2 separate regions of the Mus musculus genome follow, and region 2 is linked to region 1. A link is a contact called in public Hi-C data. All regions are on one chromosome and are shown on one strand. Each heading gives the region's core, a stretch centred on a gene start, on an enhancer-like site or on the middle of the called end of the contact. The rest is flanking DNA. Distances are from core to core; before and after follow the strand shown.

What was found. Hi-C and Micro-C count contacts between places; a contact is called where the count stands out from the background.
Region 2: a Hi-C map of uterus shows a contact between it and region 1. The contact joins two enhancer-like sites. A contact is called at or near these places in 5 of 39 promoter capture datasets (the C10 cell line, HPC-7-derived erythroid cells, embryonic stem cells and 2 more), 8 of 484 Hi-C or Micro-C datasets (Sertoli cells, bone marrow-derived macrophages, granulosa cells and 4 more), 1 of 115 datasets of contacts at active chromatin or transcription factors (cardiomyocytes) and 3 of 9 other capture datasets (adipose tissue, liver and pancreatic islet).

The regions. Positions count from the first base shown.
Region 1 is chr10:26,750,340-26,756,111 of GRCm38.p6, reverse strand. No RefSeq gene overlaps it. Among named protein-coding and RNA genes, the nearest start is that of Arhgap18, 19 kb to the left of the region's middle. Within about 2 kb of position 2,786, at least 53 of the 459 cell types and tissues checked have an H3K27ac peak or open chromatin away from gene starts, as enhancers often do. A contact at or near this core is called in granulosa cells and uterus, where this site is marked.
Region 2 is chr10:26,853,151-26,859,099 of GRCm38.p6, reverse strand. Arhgap18 (Rho GTPase activating protein 18) reads right to left here. Exons shown (of 15, transcript NM_176837.2): 4 at 4,163-4,226. Among named protein-coding and RNA genes, the nearest start is that of Arhgap18, 84 kb to the right of the region's middle. Within about 2 kb of position 4,214, at least 19 of the 459 cell types and tissues checked have an H3K27ac peak or open chromatin away from gene starts, as enhancers often do. A contact at or near this core is called in granulosa cells and uterus, where this site is marked.

The DNA.
Region 1 (5,772 bases), core at 1,537-4,036:
CAGGCTTATTTTATGAGTATTAACACTGTGTCTTCATAAAAATCTAGGTGTGTACCATGTGTATCTCTTTACACGCAGAGGTCAGAGGTCACAAAAGGGCATCAGATTCCCTGGAACTGCACATGTGGATGATGTGAAACACCATGTGGGTGCTGGGAACTGAACCCAGGTCCTCTGCAAAAGCAGAAAGTGCTCATACCTGCCGAGTCATCCCTCCAGCCTTTTCCTCTGTGCTTTTATCTCCCACTTTTAAAGAACCCAGAATCACTCACTACCACTTAGAACCAACTAATTTGTCAGTAGTCATAACCTGTCTTTGTCTTATTGAGCTTTGGAATCCTTCTTTTTAAAAAAAAAAAATGTACAAGAAAAGCACACAAAGTCCATAATCCTCCAGAGCACAGCATTAAATTACCACTTTCAACTAATCAACAACTATAATTAAGTCTAATTATAAATTACAAGAATCTAATTTTAGAGGACCTTTGCTTTATAAGTCCAAGATGTTAGACACATTACTAACTTCGCTACTTGAAATGACTTGAAGGCTGGAAGCCTCCTTTATGCATTCTTACCTTGTGTGTATGGCCTGGAAGTAGACATGTAATTAGGAGCCTCTCTCTCCGGGACTAGAGGCAGCAAACGTCTGAATGAACTGGCATCTCTGAGAGGGTACCTGCATGATGCCCACCCAGATCTCACCGTTGCTTGTGCTTAAATTATCCCTGTGAATTTCAGATTTTGTTTCATTCAATCTCCTGATATACACCATGAGGATGTGATACATCCAAGCTGTCTAAATTTAATAAAAGCCTGTCTCAGAGAGACTCCTGACACAGGAAAGAAAGATTCAAGGAGATACATAGTTGAACTCTACTATGTGCAAGTGCACAGCTGAGGCGGAAAACCTCTTGTTTTTTTAGCTTCCCTAAACCATCGATGATGTTCTACTGGGTTTGGAGCATTTAACTAGAACTGAAATGACTAAAAACTATGTCTTTTCTGCCCTAAGTAATAGCATAAAATAATATTCTGCTTACCTGAGACCTGATGGTTCAATGATATCTCACTGAGAATTTTCATATATAAAACGAAGGTTGTGAGTTAGGAAATTGTCTCACTGGATAAGGCATGAGGAACTGAGTTCAAATCCCCACAGTCTACCATGTATTGTCAGGTACAGCAACCAACATCTACTAGTCCCAACTTCTACTATGGCAGGGTGGCCAACAGAAGCAGGAGAATCTCAAGAATTGATGGGCCAGCCAGCCTAGCACACACAGTGGTAACCAACAGAAGACAGACCCTGTCTCTAACAAGATGTAAGGTAAAGACTAACATTCTGCTGTTGTATAACCTCTCTGCATGCATCTGCACTTACCCAGGAACATGTATGCAACCACAGGAGTATATATACACACATACATATGCACACACAGGGGGTGGGGCAGGCAGGCAGGGAGAGTTAAACATAAGATAAAAAAAAGTGGGCCACTTTCCACTGGGGACCCTTCCAAACTTCTTTTATCTCCAATATGATGAATCCATGATCGGTTGACAGACATGGACCACCATCTGCGTGGTAACCAATAGACCTCACACTGGCAGCTACATGGTAACAGTCATCAGCTAAGCAAAGAGAGATTGACCAGCCCTCCCTTCCCTCTATGGATACCATAAAACCAAGAGTGGTAAGCAGCAAGCTAAACAAAGGAAATGTTTGCCTTTCTGGCTACTCCTTTAGAGGACTTGGCAAATCCCTAGCAAACCTTCAGATCAGCTAGTAAGCAAGTTCATGGTGTTGGTTCTTTTCCCTAGAATACAGCAATAGACGTATCTACTGGCCAATCAGATAATCACACGGCACTGGTACAATAGTCAGTGGGAATCGTCTTCTAATGGAGAGACACGTAGCCAGGGCTGACTGGCATTGAGAGAGAAAACTAGTATTAGGGGTTATCTTTTCTGTTCAGGACTGACTTTATCTCAAGGGACCTTAGCTAGCAGCACGTATCATGTGATGGTGACTCGGGACACTTCTGAATACAGCCATTATGGTGGTACCACACTGCCCATCCTGGCCAGTCTTTAAAAACAGGGCAGTTAGCCCTCAATGGCAAGCCAGGCTCAGTACCATCAAACACCAGTGAGAAATAATGAGGAACCCTGGGGTATTGGGGGGAAAATTAAAACTATTGGCTTTGGGAATTGTGCTTTCCACAATTTGTAATCAATAATAATAATAATAATCATTATTATTATTATTAATCTCTGTAACTTTATAGAAATTAACCATTCTAGGTCTCCACGTCCTCATCCAATGAGGAAAGGGTTAGTCAGACTACATGTGATCCCATGATCCACCGGACATGTGTCTATAAGCATAGCATAAGTCATTTAATCTGTGCAGCTCAATCATGTATGCGCTGTGTGCCATGAACTATGCTGTGTGTGTTTTCATGGTGGCAATACTCAGGATAGCAGTGACATTTTCGCCGTTTGATAAATTAAAACCTCAAAATATGCAAACCCACAAACAGCATTGATCTGTCCAGGGAGCCTGTCATGTCAACTTAGGACTCACTCCCCATGCGAGTCATTTTACTTACAGTACAGTGTCGTAAGAAGCAGGATCCTTCAGGATCTCGGATATACAGAAACCGAAATCAAAGGGAGGCCCAGGAAAGCCAGCCTCGGCACCCATGGTCTAGCGTGGAGAGCACTCCCTTGGTGTCACTCCTTCAGTTCCAAATGCTCTCTGTCCAACCTGCCATTTCGTCATGCAAAAGCCAATGTTTTTACCCATGTTGAAATAAGATGAGCTTTTAGCTTTAATTTGGTTGCCACCTGCTGGCTGAAAGACAAAAAAAAAAAAAAAAAAAAAAAAAAAAAAAAAAATCCCTCTGCAGCAAAGGACATGCTTAAACAAAAGAAAGCCTTACCCTTAGCAGAGCCAGTGGGGATGAGCTTGGGTTACCCTGTAAACTGGACGGGAGCGGATACTAAACATGTGTAGTGTGGGACAGACACTACAGTGGATTCTCCAGATGCCTTGCTGCTCGTACTCACCAATAAGCTTTGTGACAGCCCACCATTTTGAAGAAGAGAAGCTCAACTCCTGGCATCAGAGGATACCACCAAAGAGTGGTAAGGGATTCCGAAGTAGGCCAGACAGAGCATTTCTCCATCCCTAGCATATCCTCTTTTCCTTATCACATGCCTTTCCACCACCCTGGAATGCCCAGGTAACCTTACGGCGGGTAGAAAATGCTCTCTGCAGGCCTCCTACTGCAGAGCTGCAGTATGCTGCCAAATCACAAAGCATTCAGAGGATTTCCCAGCCAAGCCGAGGCAGGCCAAGAAAATACTTCATCAATCCTGCAGGGGGCGCCAGTGATAACCAGTCAAAATACAATAAACACTCTGAGATCAGGAATTTGGTTTTTTAATAGAAATTCATATTAAACATTCGATCCTTCAGCTGAAATAGTTATAAAAGGAGAGAGGGTGGGTGTTCTATGTTTCTCTTGGGAAACACTCAAAGTTCACCTGTGTCCCCGTGGACACCCTGTACTGACTGATTTCTGCCGCCTGAGATACACAAAGCCCAGTGCCGAGTTCAGACAGCTCACGGCCGGACTGGACAGGAGCATAAATACTGGGCTCCTTTTGTCTCGGAGAGGCATTACTGGCCGGCTAATGGCTGAGGGATTAACCTCCGCAGGCACTGTTCTCAGCACTTCATATATTAACTAAATCTTCACACAATGGGAAAGAGAGCAGCACTGGTGCTCTAATAAAGGAGGAGTCTTACTCTTTTTTTAATGGATGTTAAAGAAAACATGCAATTCCACATACCTCTCACATAATAGTAGCAGTGTGCAAGCCCAAGCACTGTGCACTGTTTACGTTTAACCTCTAAGACAGTGGTTCTCAACTTTTTGTTTTTAAGGTTTTTTATTTTATGTAAGTGCACTGTAGCTGTTTTCAGACACCCCAGAAGAAGGCATCAGATCGCATTACGGGTGGTTGTGAGCCACCATGTGGTTGCTAGGATTTGAACTCAGGACCTTCGGAAGAGTGGTCAGTGCTCTTAACCACGGAGCCATCTCTCCAACCCCTGTTCTCAACCTTCTTAAAGCTACGATCTTTTAACACCTTTGTGTTGTGGTGACCCTAGCCATAAAATTATTTTCGTTGCTACTTCATAAATGTAATTTTGCTACTGATGTGAATGCCACATAAATATCTGAGATGCAGATTATCTGATATGTGACCTATGTCAAAGGGTCACTTATTTCCCCCGAAGGGTCTTGACCCACAAGTTTAGAACCACTGCTCTCAGAGAAGTGCTATAGCTGAACAGAGGAATAGAGATGAAAGATAGATCAGTGACCAGTTAGTTGGCCATTCCCTCAGTCTCTGCTACATCCGATGGGCAAGCACCAAACCCTGGCACTATTAATGATACTCTGTTATGCTTGCAGACAAGAGTCTAGCATGGATATCCTCTGAGAGTCTTCATTGAGGCAGCTGACTCAGATAGCTGCAGACAACCCCAGTCAAACAGTGGATGGAGCTTGGGGACCCTCATGTAAGAGCAGGAGGAAGGATTGCAGACCCAAAAGGGATAGGAACGCCACAGAAAAATAACAGTCAACTAACCTGGACCGTTTGGGTCTCTCAGAGACTGAACCACTAACCAATAAGCATACTCAGGAAGGACCTAGGCCTCCACAGATGTGCAGTTTGGTCTTCATGTGGATCCTGAGCAACTGTAGTCGGTAGCTATCCCAAAAGCTGTTGCCTGTATGTGGGATGTGTTCTACTCACTGGACTGCCTTATCTGGCCTCAGTAGGAGAGGAAGCACCTAGACCTGCAGAGACTTAATGTGCCAGGGTACAGGGATACCCAAGGGGCTCTGCCTACTCAGAGAAGGGGAAAAAGGATAAGGGGGAGGATTGTAGGAGGGATGACTGGGAGGGAGAAAGTGAGTGGGATGTAAGTGAATATGCTAATTAATTAGAAAGATCAGTGACTGTTCAGCTGCGTGGGTAGGCAGAGGGCAAAAAGGGAAGTAGAGCTAGCCTTGAAATTATCAGTCAAGGCAGTTCCCTATGAATACCATCATTTTGACTATATAAACAAGAAACACGGATCAGAGGGTCAGTGAGCTGGCTTAGCAGGTAAAGGCACTTGGCCTAACAAGCCTCAAAACTCGAGTTGGACCCTCAAACTGACAAATAGTTGTTTCCTGTCTTGCACTTATGTCATGGCATATTCATCTCCCCCCACATTAATAAATTTAATAATGATACCATCACAATTATGAAGAATATTCCTACACATTACAAAAGGAAGCTCAAGGCCAGGTTGCTAAGAGAAACACCTTGTCTTAGTTAAGGTTTTACTGCTGTGATGAGACACCATGACCAAGGCAACTCATAAGGACAACATTTCATTGGAGCTGGCTACAGGTTCAGAGGTTCAGTCCATTATCATCAAGGTGGGACTATGGTAGCATCAAGGCAGGCATGGTGCAGGAGGAGCTGAGAGTTCTATATATTCATCTGAAGGCCACTAGGAGAAGACTGGTTTCCAGCTAGCTAGGATGAGAGTTTTAAAGCCCAAGACCACAGTGGCACACCTACTCCAATAAGGCCATCCATCCTAATAGTGCCACTCCCTGGGCCAAGCATACTCAAACTACCACAAACCTGTAGAGAGACTGAAAGGGAGGCTTGCTCCAAGCCATAAAAACCTCTCAATTT
Region 2 (5,949 bases), core at 2,965-5,464, 100 kb before region 1:
TGAGCAAAACGAAAACCTTGTCTCAAACAAACCAAAACAAAACAAAACCAAAACCAAAACCAAACCCAGTGCTTTGTTTGTTTGCCTACTAATATTGCACACTGTAAGACAAAAAGATACAAGACGCAATTAGTTTTAAACATGTAATAAATACATGTCAGAAATCCAGGGGTATATATATATCATTTAAAGGCCACTGCTCAGAACAATTTTTGTCAATGCTTAATAAAACATTTTAAAAAATCCTTTTGTTCCAATCAAAATAGAATTAAGAATTAGATATGAATCCCATTTTGTTCATCCCGACTATGGAGCAGAGCCAGCTTCATGACCGTGCTGCAGCACAGCCACATGGGGCTCAGTAAGGGCTTGCCTTTGTTTAAATGCCTCTCTATAGCAAAGGTGAAACCTACAGAAAGCCTAGATTTTCAGTGTGAGCCAGCTTAGCTGGCTTTCAGGCAAGCTTTTAGTTAGGCGAGCATGCAAACATGTGCCCACGTCAAGTAGAAAACTCAGTGATGGTATTATCTGCTCCCATCTATGTTTTTCAATAGTCTGTGACAATTTTAAGTAGAATACTTAATAACTTTTATGATTAATTTTTAAAGTATCGTAAATGTCAAAACAAATACTAATTTTATTTTCCCATTAGTTTATATGGTTATATGTTTTGCTGTGAATACATTATTGGTTTCCTAGGAAACCATTCAATGAAAAAAAAATGATTAGCCATTTTTGTAAATTAGAAGCTACTTTCAGCTGCTGGATGTCAGTGGACAAGAATTTAGAAATGATTCTCTTCAATGCTTCGATGTCAGTTACAATAATCATACCCTCCTCGTGCAGACCAAAATAAACATGCTGTGCTGAATCCAAACTGGAGTCATGCAGAACACACTTAAAACAAATTGATTTCCTCCAGAAAACAGGGCAACGAGAACAAAAAGCACAAACTGTGCAAACCGCAGTTCAAATGCGAAACCAAGTTCAGGGAGGGGACAGAGAAAATAACTGTGGGTGACAGTGGTCGCTGCTAGAGATAGACAGCGATGTGGCTAAGACAAATGCTGGCTCCATCATACCCATACGGAGAAGTTAAAGGATGAATTCCTTGCCTGTTAAGCCCACAAGTGTACATAATATAATTTCTTTACTCTAGTATCCTTGTGTGTGTGTGTGTGTGTGTGTGTGTGTGTGTGTGTGTGTGTGTCTGGGTGTGTATGCTCGAATACAGGGGCTAGCATGAGTAGACTCACAGATGTGTGCACATGTGCGTGGAGGTTAGAGGAAAACCTGAATGTCATTCACCTCTGTCTGCTTTACTCTTGGGACAAGTGTCCTGGGGTCACTGGCCTAGAGTTTAATTAATAGCCGGTAGCAAACCTAGGGACCCACACGTCTAGGCCTTCCCAGTGCATATAATTTCTATAGTCCAATTTCCTCTTTTCTATGTTTATATGTATCCATTCATTTGTGCACATGGACTCACACATATGTACACATGTATGTGGAGCATTGTGTATATCTGGCTTTTCTATATAGTCTGTGGGAACCTTACACAAGTGCTCATATGCTTGTAAGGGCAGCATTTTACTTGCAAGCTCGTTAGTGATTGAACCATCCCCCAGTCCTTTCTGATTTTGAGGAAGGCAACAAGTCTAAGTTATATAATTCCTTTAAAAAAATTTTGTCCAGTTATCCAAAATAATAGAAATATCTATTTTTTAAAAAAAAATACTTTTCTTCTCTCATAGAAATACAAATTAAAAGTATATAGATCACTATGAAAAATGGTAAATATTAATTAATATATATAAATAAGTACAAGTAACGGGCCTTTCATAGAGGTGTGTAGTTTTATGAAAAGTGAAGAATGTAGATTAATGTGAAATGTGACAGTACTTGCAGCATTCAAAGTCTACTAGTTTTTAATTTGAAATTCTTTTTAAAGGTCTATTTTAATTTTATTTGTATTGGTGTTTTGTGTGTGTTTGCCTGTGCACCACATGTATGCAGTGCGCTGAAGAGACCAGACGACTCCATGGAACTGTTGTTACAGATGGTTGTGGGTCCAGTCAATGGAACCAGGGTGCTCCTAACTGCTGAAGCCACCTCTCCAGCCCTCAAACACGTACTTCTGGATGAATAAAAAGTCAAGTATAGATAAAACATTTACATTAGACACTGGTGTTTTCAGATTTAACCAGAACCAGCCTGGCTTTACAATCTCCGGATAATGTTTCCTTGCCTATAGGTGATGGCTAACCTTAATTGTCAACTTAACACACTTGGGAAGAGGAAACCTGAATTGAGGAATTGCCTCTATCAGGTTGGCCTGTGGAACATTTCCTTGACTGCTAATGGATGTGGGGGATTCAGCCTACTGTTGGCAGTACAATCCCTTGGTAGGTGTCCCCAACTTGAATAAGAAACATAGCTTCCTCTGATCCTGGGAGGAAGACAAAAACCACACCATCCCCCTCTGGTCTCTGCTTGTGGTCCTGCCTTGGCTTCCCTGGATGATGGACTGTGTCACATGCAAGCCAAATAAGGGCTTCCTTCCCTTGAGCTGCTTTTGAATAGTTTTATCACAACAACAAAGACTGGCATAAATCTAGGACAATTTCTTTCTGAACTTTCCAAAGTGCTTGAAACGCCATTAGTTCATGATAAGCAAACGAGTGGGCCCTGTCCCAAACTGATGTAGCAATAGCTACCTGGTGACTTGCCTGGCAGCTTGCTTCCTACTGTTTACCCTTCCAGCAGAAACAGATATAAATCGGGCTACAAGTTGTCACATCTCTCTTGCCCACTGCAATCTCAGCCTGAGAGCGCTCATATAACAGACTTGTCTCACAGAACCTTTGTTGCTATAGCCTACATTATGATGTCTGGCAAGAGACGGAAACACGAAGAAAGGACAATGTTCTCCTCAATATCTGTTAAGCAACTGGCAGTCACTCTTCTCCAAAGCATATTGACACTGGCACAAAAGATCTGTCTGTGTCTCTGAGGACCCAGCTCTCCAGCAGGCTAAGTCTGGCGCTGCCAGCCTGCGTGCCACTTCAGTGTCTGCTGGCACACAGACAGGGGGAAATACTGATACACAGTGGTTCATTCTGATACAGCACATGTTGCTACAGAGGGCTCCACAGAAGAGACAGAAAAGAGTGTTTTCATAGGGGTGAGTGTGGTGTGTGTGTGTGTGTGTGTACTCAGAAATGTGGTGCTCATATATGTATGTGTGCTCACACTCATGATGTGTGTATGCTGTTATTTTTTTATGTGGTGATACAGGAGAGAAGTACTGAGAAAATTCTAAATAAACAAAGATGTTAGACATGTTCTCAGATTTCTAAACCTCCTCATATACCTCTGTCCTAAAGAGGGATTTCTAGACAAAGGTTCGGAATGCTCTTAGGGCCTCTAGTTTATCTGACAGCCATTCCTTCACCCTGCTACTTGAAAGCCCAAGGCCATACAGTGATGTACAAATACCTCAGATACTAAGTTGAGAATGTAAATGCACAGTTCATCTGTGTCAGTGTTTAAGTAGCTAGTAGACTCATGTTTTAAGCCTGAACTAAGAATGCTTTCCCTTCTTATAAACACAAGAACGGTAAACTTTTTCTCCATGGTGCTTAATAGAATCTTTGTATTCATTTTGATTTCTAATTCATCTCTGAAATAAATGTTTAATGTGAAATGCATGAAAAGGAGAATTGTAATTCATTTTTTAAAAGATAATCTCTTTTTCTTATAGGTTTCTCTAAAATTTCTGAAAACAAAACCATTTATGAATTTAGAGCTTTTTCATGAACAGGGCACTAACTCCACAGTCCAGAGGCATGGTGTGGGAAGCATGGCTTTCCAAGTCAGGTCTTTCATCTGTAAAATGTTATTAGCCAGGAATAATTCTTGAGTATGCTGAATGAAGCAAAAAGCTCTGCATGCCACTGTGAATATGATAAGCATTCATGAAGATGTATATGTACATTGAGATCAGATGGGAAAAATGATAAAGGGCCAACTCTATTCAAAATCATTCATTACATTAGTACTTTCATAGAAGTTTCTCAGTAGAATTGAAGGGAATATGTTAGAGTTGTAAGTATTTATTACAGTAATTAAAAAGACAACCAGGAGTACAAGTCCAACATACCATCTTTTCCTTGGCCTTTGTTTTCGTTTGTTCTGACTGACCGCAAGTCTGAGTCATCTGGAGGCTGAACAGAGAGGAGGAGCCACTTAGTCATTGAGAGAACTCACAAATAGAGAAAACAGTATTGTAAATAATCCCATTATAACCTTCAGAGAACAAGAAATGAACTCAAACTTATACACGTCACAGGCAGCGAACAGAGTGCCACAGTGACCAATAGCCAATCGTCCAACAAGTGTATGATTACTCATGGCTGTGAGACACACACCAAACACAACTGGGAACAGGACAGAGGCCAAGAGTGTCCCTGTTATCTGAAACACCACTATCTAGATGAAATATTAGCAACATCCAGCTGTGAGTAGATATATGTGGTTTACTCAAACCATGACATAGTATTTAACAACAACAAAAATAAAGTCCAAAAACATGCTTCGGCATTAATGAACACTATACTATAAGGAAAAATCACCAAAAGCCATGTATATTATGATTTCATTTATCTGAAAAGTCCAGAACAGGTAAATCACACAGAGATCCACGTTTGCCTGAGTATTCAGGACAGTATAGGAAGTAGTTGCTGATGGGTATGCGCGTTCCTTGCAGGACATGTAATAAAAATGTGTCCTAGTTGACTGTAATGATGGCAGAAATCACTGGATTATACACCTCTTTTTTATTAGTTTTAAAATATTTACTTTTTTTTTTAGGCTTAGAGTTCTTTTTTTTTCTTTTTTAATATTTTTTATTAGGTATTTTCCTCATAAACATTTCCAATGCTATCCCAAAAGTCCCCCATACCCTCCCTCCCACTCCCCTACCCACCCACTCTCACTTTTTGGCCCTGGCGTTCCCCTGTACTGGGGAATATAAAGTTTGCATGACCAATGGGCCTCTCTTTCCAGTGATGGCCGACTAGGCCATCTTTTGATACATATGCAGCTAGAGACAAGAGCTCTGGGGGCGGGGGGGGGGGGACCTGGTTAGTTCATATTGTTGTTCCACCTATAGGGTTGCAGTTCCCTTTAGCTCTTTGGGTACTTTCTCTAGCTCCTCAATTGGGGACCCTGTGATCCATCCAATAGCTGACTGTGAAAATATTTACTTTTTATAAATTTACACATGCATTATATTCTAATCATATTCAGCAATCCTTAATACTTTCTCCTAATGTCCCTTGCTCTCATGGAACACTTTTTTGATCCCTCTTCATGTCTACTTTTGGGGAGAGGAATGGCCTACAAGTTTAATTGGGGTCCCTTGCATAAGAATGGGTGGGGAGTTATTACTGGAACATGGGTGGCTAAACAGTTACTGCACTCATGAAGAAAACGACTTCAATTTTTTTGTTGTTCTTATTGTTGTTGATACAGTTTTTTACTCTGTCATCTGGCCCACATCACGCAGGCAATCATTCCCAGGTTGAGGTCTATGCTTTATTGCGTGATCATATGATATGTGGATTTTAGCTTAACAATTCTATTATCAAACAAAAGTACTAGCTAATACATTAGAATTTAAATGAAAAACCTTTAAAAAAAAAGTGACCAACCAAATATGGTAGTTCCTGTCTGCATTCTCAGAACTCTGGAGACTGAGGCAGTAGGATTCTCATGAGTTTGAAACCAGTCTTGGTGATATAATGGGTTCAAAGCTAGAATGGGCTACATGGAGAAACTGTGTTTCTAATAAACAAACAAATAACTGGCAATCTTAAATATGAGATAGGTCAAAGAGTAATGTGCTTGCTATACAAACACAAACATGAACATTCAAAGCTGAAACCC